Regions from separate parts of the Bicyclus anynana genome. Here region 1 is linked to region 2. Evidence: chromatin contacts called from public Hi-C data. All regions are on one chromosome and are shown on one strand. Each heading gives the region's core, a stretch centred on a gene start, on an enhancer-like site or on the middle of the called end of the contact. The rest is flanking DNA. Distances are from core to core; before and after follow the strand shown.

What was found. Hi-C and Micro-C count contacts between places; a contact is called where the count stands out from the background.
Region 1: a Hi-C map of whole body shows a contact between it and region 2, with 9 times the contacts expected there. The contact joins the enhancer-like site here to the promoter of LOC112048164 in region 2. A contact is called at or near these places in 2 of 2 Hi-C or Micro-C datasets (whole body and whole larva).

What each region holds. Positions count from the first base shown.
Region 1 is chr16:10,342,328-10,345,027 of ilBicAnyn1.1, reverse strand. No RefSeq gene overlaps it. Among protein-coding and RNA genes, the nearest start is that of LOC112056637, 18 kb to the left of the region's middle. Within about 2 kb of position 1,432, at least 2 of the 8 cell types and tissues checked have open chromatin away from gene starts, as enhancers often do.
Region 2 is chr16:10,294,846-10,297,622 of ilBicAnyn1.1, reverse strand. It overlaps LOC112048164, which reads right to left and starts at 1,509. Exons shown (of 2, transcript XM_024085576.2): 1 at 862-1,509; 2 at 1-769. The coding sequence starts at 1,172. The coding sequence ends at 709.

The DNA of each region.
Region 1 (2,700 bases), core at 183-2,682, 47 kb before region 2:
TTTATCGAACATAAATAAAGTTAGTTGCGTTTTATTTTTCAATGCCTACTTATGCAATATGTATTTTATTGATGTAAAGTTTCTTACATTTTAGAAAATTTTAGATGTTAACTGGTTATATTCGTACTTGTAAATATATTATAATTATAAATGGGTTATTAACTGATATAAACCATAACAATATTCAGTAACCTTAACCCACCCATTATGATAACGAGCAACACTCGTGACTGTGAACTCTTTACCCCGTAGGAATTCATGGCCAAGATTCGGGATAAACAAGACCGGCGCCGAGTGCCAAGTTTTGCAGTTACCGCGTTGTTTGACGTCACACGTTTTAACTAATATTAGATATTTAGTAGAATATGTGCAGATGTTTAATAACGTCTCGATTGACATGAGGTAGGTAAGTAATTTAGAACAAAACTTATTACGTACCTAGGTTAGTACCAGTATCTACCTAAATCAATACAATCTAAGAGTAGGTAAGTACCTACTCACGTGCTTATAAAAAAATATACAATACACAGTTATTATTGTCGGTCTGTCTGTCTGTTTGTCCGGGCTAATCTCTGGGACGGCTGAACCGATTTTAATAGAATTTAACTCCGTAGATAATGAACTCAAGTTTTCATCTAAATTATACTATTGCATAGGTATATCTAATACAGATAGAATTAACGTAAAACAAGTAGGTACCTAGTATAGGTTGATAGGTATAGTAACCTAACTATTAAAGAGGATGATAGTAGACAAATTAAATACCTATCTTAATTTTGGCATAGACATTTATGTCGCCGCGACGATTAGAAATATTTGCTCTGTTTCAGTTTATGTTGTTTTGAAATTTTTCAACCTAATTTGTAGAATTTCAGAATTTTTTTATGTACCTACCTAGTCATAATAATAGTCATAGTAATCATAATTTTAAATGTGGAAAGTACACAACCTATTTACCTACTATATTAATTTATTTATGTAAAACCTCAGCTTAGGAAACAAAATAGTCTGAGTGAACATAATCTAATCATCATCATCTATTGTTGCGTCATGTAATGCAACTCTAGACGAACAGTGTAGGCAAGTACATTATTTACAATGGAATTCATAGACGTTGTAGGGGCACCCCCAGGATAGATACAGAGTGAAACATAATCATTTCTTTCAATTGTATTCGACGTTAGAATGGATACATTTTTAAATCGATAAAATCTACACTCGAAAAATTATAATATCCAACATAGATCATAGTAATTAAAGTCACCCGTAAATCCAGTTTTGCCAACAAAAACAGGAAATGGTTACGTTGGCACTAACGAAAATACCAACATTAAAAATAAAAATTTCTTCCGTTCACCACGTCATCGGAGGCAGATTCCTGACGTTAATTTTACCGCGTCCCTCCGACGCCTCTGACGACACTATGTCGCGAATTTTTCCGACGCGGTCACACACACATAGGGTAGCCAGGTCGCCAAATCTAATAGCAGGACAGATCAGCAAGTGTGTCCAGCATTTGACTAAAAAGGTCGAACACCCTACGCGAACGCCTAGAGATTCGCCATTCGACGATAGATGGGGAGATCGCGACAATATTTCTCGGAGGCTTGATGACTGGCGGAAAATTATTTCTTTTGACACTGTTAATTTATGTTTATTAAATTAAACCTTATTTTCTTCAACAGCTCATTTGTTATTATCTTTGAGGAGGTGGGGGAGGGAGGGATTTAATTACTTAGCTAAGTTAGTGGTACCAAAAATGGTAAAATCCCTGCCCTACAATATCGAGGATTACTATAGTCTAAGTATTACTAGATACGACAAAAAAGTGTAAACTCAAGCTTCTTGTATTATGAAACACAAATTTAAATTTATAAATCGAACGCCAATTCAACAAGTCTAACTCAAACAAAGTCATCAAGCAAAATGAAATTGTAAAAATCCTAACAAAAAACAAACGAGCCGGACACCGTTTATTGTGCCCGGACACGCAATCTAAAATCCCAACAATATCCGGCTTTATCCAGACGCCTGGTAACGCTACACATACGTAAGTTGTTAAACATAACAGTCGTCAATCGCTCTTAATAAAACTGACGTTTTGATAACCTAAAATTATGTCGCAGTTGCCTTGTTGGTGTTGTTGGTTTTGGGTTATTTTTCGTTCTATAAAAAAATTCCTGATAGATAAAGATACCTATTTTAACACGGAAGGCAGCAGCACCGATTCCCAACGGGTTACCTTTTAAAAATCCATTATTGTGACTATGGATGTATGACAAACCGAAGTTTGTATCAAGCGGCATGAATTTCCTTTTCTGTGGGACGGCTTACCTTCGTCAAAATTCCATCCTTCGCCACTGGGAGACACTGGTGTTTATTACCTCGTGTTGGAGATCACGTTAATCCATCGGTACTGGTCATCATTCATCAGTAACATCTGATTAAACGTAGATCCTAACCTCGTCAACTATAGCATTGGTATAGCATGGTTTTGTTTCATAATTATCAACCCATATTCGGCTCACTGCTGAGCTCAAGTCTCCTCTCAGAAGGAGAGGGATTAGGCCAATAGTCCACCACGCTGGCCCAATGCTGATTGGCAGACTTTACACATGCAGAGAATTTGGAAAATTCTCAAATATGTATGTAGGTTTCATCACGATGTTTTTCCTTCACCATTTAAATTCACGTGATATT
Region 2 (2,777 bases), core at 260-2,759:
ATAAAGCTGGTCCATTTACACAGTCAATGTTAACATCACATAAAATCATACATTATGTAACAAAATTAAGGCTTACATCAATAATAATGTAATTAGTCACAATATATATCTACTATATATTCAATACCATAAATATATGAATAAATTAATACACCTTTACAAGCAAATAAAGATTTTAATACTTGCTGGCTTTATTGTTTAAAGTCAAAACACTTGAATTGTGTTATTTTTCTGATCAACCGAAGATAATCTCGTCCTACTGTAATAATTTCTCGTCTTAACGCAACAACCCGCAAACATAGTCTCACTACATACGGTGTTCGTCACAGCTACAAAAAATATTAATTAAATAAAGGTACTCCGATCATATTATACAATAAATAACACCGTAACTTACGAGTTACAAATCACAGTTAAATCGCGAACTGCCATAACTAAACCGCCGGAGTGAGAGGAAAGCCAAAACAAACCCCGGCAACCTAACTAAACCCTTAAAGTAAACGCAGTCTTAAACATTCATAGTAAGCATACCAGTATCAACTATCAAGCTCTCGGTTCCCACACATGCATTATGCGAACCAAATGACTATTCTAACACAAAAATGTTCCGTCATATCTTAAGTCCGTTCACACTCATTGTACTCAACTGGTGTTGTCCGCCGGTACATATCACAGATGGTGTGTCTCCTCCGCCGCGGGCCGCGCTCGTCACAGGTAGGGCATGCAGGCGCCGCAACGCGAGCGTCGCTCGGGGGAGCCCGCTCGCGCCCTGTACACAAGCAGGCCCGGTTAACTCACGAGGTCCGCTCGCTGTTGCGCGACTCCGAGCGGCCGAACGCTCGCCGCAACTTCTCGACCAACCTGCTGTGGAACTTCTCAGTTTCCTTGGCGCTGGGTGGACTAGCCGAGCCCTTCAGGTTTTCGTACTGTCGCAAGGAGACGCGGCTGGGCGGCGCGCGGCAGTACGACAGCGAACGCATGGCTGGAGCGCTGCGATGCGGGCTCAACGCGGCGCTGCGTGGAGACAACACGGGCCCCTCGGAGCGAGACTCGGACACCTTTCGCACCCGGCCGCCGATCCCCGCCTTGTCCGCCGACTCCGAAGTCCGCCGCGATCGCTGCGAGTTGTAAATGTCCCAATCGTTCTTCACTACTGGCATCATGAACGCCATCTCGGCGGCGGTGACGGTGACTCTTGCGTTTTAACGTTTTTGGTGAGAAATAGCTGTCGCCGGTAAAAGTATAGCACTCGCTTCGCACTCTTGCAGAACTTATACGCCGATCGATACCCGTAAATAGATAGTAGTTTACGCTAAATTTAGTATTGTTGCAATAAATGCAGAGGAGGTGAAAATAGGATTTTTCTTTATAATGTTGTTTTAAATGTGCATAAATAATGTGTTTAAGAAGGAAACACAAGCTTTCACTTCAATGTCACTCGCGAAAAAACCTTTAAAGGCGGATGTTCACTTTAAGACGAATTGCAGTAGAATGAAGTATTCGTGAAAACACACCCTGAATATATAAGGAAAATAACAGCGCCACTGTCGCGTCGGGCGGTGTTGGAAACTTTGTGGACTGAGTTTTCTTTTGTCAAATAATATAGATAGGTATGTAACTAACGAATAGGGAACAAATAAATACACTATGATGCATGTGTGATATAATTATAATTTATAATCATGCTATTCTAGCGTAAAATACAGAAAACAACTATTGGCATTATCTACTTAACGCTAGATGGCAGGACAGTTACTACTCGACAATAGATGGCGCATAAATATTATAACATTTTATACATTTTCTGAAAATATATTTTCAATAATCTCTGATAGAAATCCTTTTTTGTAATGTCAACACAATTTAAATTTAAAAAGACTTTAGTTTACGTAGCCCGCTTTCATCATCAGTTACCTAGAGTTACACTTTACTCGACAAGTTACATCCTACTTATCTACCTCTTTCTAGAAAGTTCTACATGCTCGTCTTTTGCAACATTGTCGCTTTGCTGTATTTTTATGGATAAAAGCATGTTTTCTTAAGAAAAAAAAAGGGTTGAAAATCCTAATAAAATGTACAGTCTTCTATTGAAAGTAAGTAATGAAGTATCACTTTAGTTTTAAGAAGGAGCCTCAAGAACGCCGCCAGCCAGACATAGAACCTTTTCTACGTTAGGCTGTATAGGTATGACATGTGCGTGTACCTACCTATTTTTTAACGCATGGTGGACAGACTACAGTTCGTTTCATGTAGGATGGTGCGGGTGACACTTAAAAGTTCGTTTCATTCTTGAAAGTTTGCCGCGATTCACGTTAATAGTATTACACGTATTATATACGTCATACCGGTGACTGTCACCGTACCCATGCTCTCTGAAAAACACTTTACACACATAAGCCATACTCGATGTGCACTTAAAAATGAGGGTATAAATCGCTAGTAATTTCACACCTAAAATAATAATTAATAATCATAATTACTTATTCCTAAATAAATGAAGATAAATTTAATCATTAAGTTTAGAGTAGTTACCTATAGTTAATATATTTTGGATAACATTTTATAAAAAAAAAAATAACAATAGGTACCCACATAATTTCAAATAAATAAGTTATTAAATGACATACGTTTTCGTAGCTTCATTTCTAATTTATATGTTGGTAAACAGTGCGCATCAAGTAAAGCTTTATAAGTTCCTCATAATATGATCAAAATCTCATATTAGTTGGAGGTGCATGTCCCGATCTCTGGTAGTGGCCGTTATTTGACATTATCAC